Linked DNA regions of Anas platyrhynchos: region 2 is linked to region 1. The links are chromatin contacts, called in public Hi-C maps. All regions are on one chromosome and are shown on one strand. Each heading gives the region's core, a stretch centred on a gene start, on an enhancer-like site or on the middle of the called end of the contact. The rest is flanking DNA. Distances are from core to core; before and after follow the strand shown. Region 1 holds the start of CAMK2D (calcium/calmodulin dependent protein kinase II delta). Region 2 overlaps CAMK2D (calcium/calmodulin dependent protein kinase II delta).

What was found. Hi-C and Micro-C count contacts between places; a contact is called where the count stands out from the background.
Region 2: a contact with region 1 is called in a Hi-C map of skeletal muscle, with 2.3 times the contacts expected there. The contact joins the enhancer-like site here to the promoter of CAMK2D in region 1. A contact is called at or near these places in 3 of 8 Hi-C or Micro-C datasets (skeletal muscle and subcutaneous adipose tissue).

The regions. Positions count from the first base shown.
Region 1 is chr4:5,972,767-5,976,037 of IASCAAS_PekinDuck_T2T, forward strand. CAMK2D (calcium/calmodulin dependent protein kinase II delta) reads left to right here and starts at 1,801. Exons shown (of 19, transcript XM_027456588.3): 1 at 1,801-1,950; 2 at 2,473-2,567. The coding sequence starts at 1,883. It also overlaps a transcript of ARSJ not described here.
Region 2 is chr4:6,083,009-6,086,279 of IASCAAS_PekinDuck_T2T, forward strand. All of the region lies in intron 6 of CAMK2D (calcium/calmodulin dependent protein kinase II delta), which reads left to right. Among named protein-coding and RNA genes, the nearest start is that of CAMK2D, 110 kb to the left of the region's middle. Within about 2 kb of position 1,718, at least 1 of the 8 cell types and tissues checked has an H3K27ac peak or open chromatin away from gene starts, as enhancers often do.

The sequences.
Region 1 (3,271 bases), core at 551-3,050:
TTTATGCAGATTTATACAAAATTATGCACAACTTGTGTTATAATTTTGTTAGAGGAGACAAGGAAATAGTCTACTGTTCTGTATGCTTTTTTTTATGCACGTTCCCTTCACTGATGTGAGAGCAGTTTCATTCTTGCTCCAATGTAAATTGCTGGTCTAAATTGAAACATCCTCTGGTCTTTTTGCTCTCACATTGCTGCACATAAGGGTCCCCTGGAGAGGAACCGGGCAGTAAATGCTTTGTGCGCGCTCACACAGCTCCAAGCCTCCCTCCACGGCCCCCTTTACGCCACGAAAGCCGCCTCGCAGGCAGGAAAACCGCCTCACAGGCAGGCTCACGCGCTCACATTGCGTGCACGTTAGCTCAGGGAAGAGCTGGCGGATTTTTAACGCTTGCTATGAGGTCTCGATTCGGGGATCTCGGGAACTTTGAGAGACCTGCGTGGATGCATTTCGTGGCTGTATTTCCGATGTGGGGCTTCTCGCGCATCAACACAAGGATTTCGGTGCTGTAGACGCGTGCTACAGGCTGCGATTCGTAGCGCAGCTCTGGCGGTAACGCAAGCTGACATATTCGGTGCTTTGAGTGTTGAAAGCGCTGTGCAGATGTTAATTTAACTCATTACTTAACTCGCCACCGCTGAGGATATCGGGAAGGAATATCCCAAAAATGGTACGAGCTGTGCAAAACGGGGGAAATAACCACTGGCAGAGGCTAGGCCAGAGACATGATCAGGGTTATTAATTTATGCATTGGTGGCACGTGCAAAAGTAGCTGTGTTTGGGGGGTGTTTTGTTAAAGTGGCAAAAATTTTGAAGTCGGGAGACTGGACTTGGGGCTAGAAGGTTGTAATTCGAAGAGGTGCTTCTTCACCTGCTGTCATTACCTCGGCGTTAAACATTTTAGAAAAGGAAACCGTCAGGTTAAGATGAACAGCAACACGCACACATTCCACTTCACGAGAACCCCCCCAGCGTGTAAAAGCTTTATTCCCCAGCGTGTCTTTCGGGGAGGTGAGGAGAACGACACCCCCGCCTTCCGACGGGCGCACCGCGGGGGCTGCCTCCCCTCAGGGCTCCCCTCAGGGCTCCCCTCAGGGCTCCCCTCAGGGCTCCCCTCAGGGCTCCCCTCAGGGCTCCCCAGCGGCGTCCGCGAGGCGGCGACCGTTGGCGGCCGTTGAGCGGCGCCGCCCCGCACGTGCCCTCCCCTCGCCGACCGCCGCCGCCCCCGCCCCGCCGGTGCTGCGGCCGTGAGGCGAGGCCGTGAGGCGAGGCGAGGCGAGGCGGGGCGGGGCGGCGCTTGACGTCAGGCGGCCGCGGCGGAGCGGGCCGCAGGTGCATCCGTTTCCTCAGGGCTTGCAGCAGCCCCCCCCTCCCCTTCCCCTTCTTCTCTTCCCTTCCCCGCTTCGCCATCACCGCAGCGTCCCCGACGGGGCCGCGGCTCACCGCGGTGGGGGTGGAGCCGGCGGCGAGGCGGCAGCAGAGAGCCGCGACGGGGCGGGCGCGGGTCGCTAGGGGGAGGCACGGCACCGGGAGAGCGGCACGGAGGCGCCGCCGCTTCTCCCAGCCGCGGTTTTGCTTTCCGTTTCGGGGTGCCGCCTCTGCGTGGATACATTTTTTTAAATTTATTTATTAAATAATTATTTTTTTTATTATTATTTTCCTAGGGGGTGGGAGAGAGGGGAGGGGAGAGCCGCGGCGGGAGGACCGGGCGGCGGGGAGAGCGCCGAGGCAGCCCCGTCACGGGGAGGAGGAGGAGGAGGAGGAGGAGGAGAAGCCGGCGGAGCCTCGCCTCGCCTCGCCCAGCCCAGCCCTGCCCCAGCGCGCAGCCCCTCCGCCGCCCCTGGCCGCCGGAGGCACCGGCGGCCGGCCGCCCGCCCTCATGATGGCCTCAACCGCCACCTGCACCAGGTTCACCGACGAGTACCAGCTCTTCGAGGAGCTCGGGAAGTAAGCACGGGGAGACGGGGGGGTGGGTAAGGCGGCCGGGAGCCCCGGGGGGTGCCGTGGGGTTCGCCCCGCTCCTCCGCCGCCGTCGGTTGGGGGCTGCGGGGGCCGTTAACGGGCGGCGGGGGGCCGCCAGCGCCATGTTGGCGCCCGGCTGGGGCGGGGGGAGACGGGGGGGACTCGGGGGGTGGGGGGGGGACCGGGAGCTGCACCGGGATGGGGACGGGGACCGGCACCGGGCAGCCCCCGCTGTGCGGCGGCCCCGCCGGCTGTGGACGTGGCTGCCGCCCCGCCGCGCCGCTCCGACCCGAGTTTGCCGTTGTGGGGAATAAAATCGATATCAAGCGACGCCCCAAAACGCCTTCCTTCTCTGTCTCTTCTCATTTCTTTCTTATTTTTTTTTTTTATAAAAATTTTCGGCGTCGCACCGCTCGCTGAAATCGGCGAGAACGCTTCTGCCACCGTATCCGCAGGGAGCCCCCCTTTTCGGTGCCGCTGACACTTTGTCCGCTTCTTGGTTTGCAGAGGGGCGTTCTCGGTCGTCAGGAGATGTATGAAAATTACGACAGGACAAGAGTACGCTGCCAAAATCATCAACACCAAAAAGCTCTCGGCTAGGGGTGGGTATATTTTAACCGAGTGCTTACGGTGCCTCCTCCCTGTTTTGTGCGTTCTTGTGGGAAGCGCTAAAACCGAACCAAATCGTGATAATTAAAGTTATTAATTTTCATAACGTGCCTTTTTTCATCTCCTGTAAGACTGTGGCTTGGCTTTTAATATTAAACGTTTTGTGGATTGATGCTGGAGGTGTGTGGTTGTTGCTGTAGTGTTTAATGGAAAGCTGTACAAATTCTCAAGCAATTGAAAGTAATGCACTTCTTCCTTCTTTTTATATGTAAATAGCTTGAACATCAGTCTGGAAGCATTTTGCAGACTGATTTTTTTTTGGGGGGGAAATAATAAGTTTCCATTACAGCTTTTATTTTAAATGTATGTCAAAGCTCTACTGAATTCAGTGCCTCCATTGCATTTAAAAATGAAAATCAAGGCCTATCTGAATCCAGGAGGAAAAGTGTAATCTACTACCCTGTACTAAACTTCGAGATGAGATGCTATAGGAAGGAAACAACCATTTTATGAAATAACCCTTTGTGAACCCAACTCATTCTGCTTAAGTGGTACAATGTTTCACTGTTACAGCCCAACAGTAATGCCTGCTACACCACATGTTTGTACTTTCCCCATAACGTGTATGTTTCCTATATACTTTCAGTGTCAATGCATAAGTCTTTGTGATATACTCGGGGAGTTATATGTGTACTGT
Region 2 (3,271 bases), core at 468-2,967, 110 kb after region 1:
CTGTAATGCGACCTCGACAGATTTCGATTGGCCGAATTTGTAAGCTTTGCCGAAGACTTTCCTTAAAAATGGTCCTTTTTATTCAAAATAAATAATAATAATATAAATAAAAACGAGGTCAGAGCAAGCCAACCGAGGCAGGTCCCCGGGGCCGGCAGGGTGCCTGAGGCCGTCGTGCTCTGAGGGGCGGCGGGGCAGGGCGGGGGGCAGCGGCGCGGCGGGGGGAAAGCGGCGCCCCCCGCCCGGCCCCGGCCCCGGCCCCGGCCCCGGCCCCGGCCCCGGCCCCGGCCCCGGCCCTGGCCCCGCCGCCTCCGTGCCGGCGCCCGGCTGCGGGCGTGCGGGCGGCGAGTGCACGCTTGGAACTAACACGCGCCCCTGGTGTTTGCATGCAGTCATTGCATTCAGCAGATCCTGGAGGCTGTGCTCCACTGCCATCAGATGGGCGTAGTCCATCGCGACCTCAAGGTGAGTGCTGCTGCCCCGCCGAGCCCTCCCCAGCCGGGGGCTCCGCCCGTCCCCGTCCCGGCGGCGCTCCGCCGTGCCTCAGCGGAGAGCAGCAAACCCTCACGAGCAGCCACGGTGCTCTTCTTGCCCTTTCTTTTTGGTTTTGTTGTCTTTCGGTTATTGGTTCGCTTCACCTCCGAGGAGAAACCCCGCTAGAGGCTTACCGATACCTCGCTGTCCGGGTCTGGGCTGTGGGGCTCAGCCCTCTGAGTCTGCCCTCACCTGTAGTCAGGACCAGGGGAAACAGCAGCCACTTTCCATGCCTTTGGTGTATTCGCTGAATACACGGTGTTCCTGTCTGTCATCCAGAGATTTTGGGGCAGGGTATGGAAGGGAGAACTTTAACTCTCTCATCAGCATGATTGGAGTGCTTCTGGGACACGTGCTGGTGTTCGCACATCGCTGCGGAAAGGCCTGCTGCTGCAAGACTGCTGGCACAAGCCCTCTCTCTCCTCCGGATGACTGGGCTGTCAAACATGTTCAGAAAGATGGAAATGCTACAGCATTCTCACAGTGATGGTCCCGAGAAGTCAAGTAGAAAGCTCCTGTGCTGAGAAGAGCATCTGTCCTCAGACAGAAGGCTCCTGTGCCGAGAACAGCATCGCCTCTTTCTTAGCTGTGTACTCTTGCCTCCTGTGTTAGAAGCATGCTGGCATGCAAAGAAACAGTTAAACATCTTTTTCTTTTACTGGGAAGCTCAGAGAGGCAAGTTTGTCTCTCAAAGCTATTAGTAAACTCGCCTCATGGATAAGGGAGAGGACTTTGGGCACTTGGGCTTCAAGATCTCAAGTAAAAGAAGACTTTCTTCTGAAAGCAAATGGAAATGCGCTATCTGAAATACCAGATCCTTTAGAAAGGCAGAAGAAAAATGGCTTGAGAGCTAAGGCAGTGAAACACACGCTAATTCTTTCTGTCACGGCTTCTGTCTCTTTACTTTTCTTCCAGAATGAGTTATAGGGAGCAGGAATTTCCTTCCAGGACAGGAGTTTTCTGGTGGTTAGTATTAATTTTTGGAATCAGATTGCTGTCTTCTTTCTTGCCCTCCTTCACTCCCCAAAAAATAACTGTCACAAGCATTGTTTGAAATAATAAAAGTATGTGTCATGTATGATCATAAAGGGTTACACTTGGACAGCTTAAAGAGCGTGATGTATTCTAGAGAGACATACAAAATCTTCAACCCGTTTTGCAATTCTGGATTTCCCCAGGTCACGGTTGTACAAAAAGAGAATGACGAATCTCTGACCAGTCTGTAACTCTTTCATGGCAGGGAGCTGGATAACACGTACCAAGTCTAAATGAAAGGATGTCAGATTTGTCCAGCTGCTCTGAGGGTTTCCTGTCCTCATTGCACATGCAGCATTATGCTTTTAGCATGAAAAGGAAAAAAAAAAAATAACTTGATTGTAGCCTTGTAAACTGACTTTCGGGCTACACAATAAGGAGTGCTTTCTAGTATGTTTTATACATTCACAAAAAATAACTTTTTCTTCGGAAATGTATTAAATGCAGCTGCTGCCTGCTCCAAACCATGTGTGGATTCCTTATTCTGGCAAATCCGGGATGAATTGGAAACAGTGTGAGAAAAACTGTTTCTGCCAAACTGTAGTACCCAGTTGCATTTCTGAAAGTGAAAACTTCAGGAAACACAAAACCATCCTTCTTCACTTACTACTTTCTGGCAAAAGAAAAATAAAAGAAGAGTGAAATGAAAGACTGTGGTAAAATTGCAGCAGAACTCTGTACAGAAAAGAAGATGCAAAGGCCCAAGAGCAGAACTACAATATGCAAAAGATGGTTATGGCCTGGCATGGATCTTTTAACTGCAAAACTCTGGATTTTTTTTTCGAGTAATGCAGACCACAATTTGATGGCATGTTTGGGGATGTGGGCGGGCAATGAGAGGAGGAGATTTGAACAGTTGAACAATCTGCTTTTATTTAACCGACCTTTAAGTGTAATTTAGTAGCAAATGGGAGCTTTTGCAACCTCTTATGACCTGCAAAACTGTGTGTTGTTGCTCTTCTCGAAATCCTTGTGCAAGTCAGAATGGTGGCAGATCCTAGATCCAGAAAAAACTGACCTGTTAGTGGCAGCCTGTCTTTAACAGATGGTGGAAGTGCACTTCTGTGTAGGAATTTCAGCTCTTGGCAACCAGCAGCATGGCTGCTTTTTTAAATGCTATGCTTGCGACCCTCTTGCATTCCCCATGGAAGTTAAATTTAAAAACAAAAACAAAACCCCTAATTTTATTGCAGAGAAGAATATGCAGAGGCATATTACTAGATCTCTAAGAACAAATATGTTTGGAAAAACAAAGCGTAAATCACGTTAATTTATTTGCAAGTAATTTCAATAGTTAACGCTGCCATTCTACATGCTTGACTGCAGCAGGTCTCCTGATAGTACGAAGTGACACTATTGAATCCAAAGTAGAGTCCTCAACGTCCCGGGCTGGGCTATTAATGTTTTCCAAGTAATTGCAGTCATTCTAAGTTCATGCATGATAATTATCTGGTATGCCTTTTGTCGTCCAGAAGTGACAGCTGCGTGTTGTTTAAGGGCACGGTCCACACAACACTGTCCAAAAGGCTGTTGTCTTTGGCTTAGGAAAAAAACAGTAAATCTGCTTCATCTTCTGTTGAAACATATTCATCTCTGATGGTGGTGTTTCTCTAGAGCACTTTGGCAGATTAAAGATGTGTAGTGGAATTACAAAAAAAAAAAAAAAAAAAAAAAAAAACCAGCAACAGAAAACACAAAACTA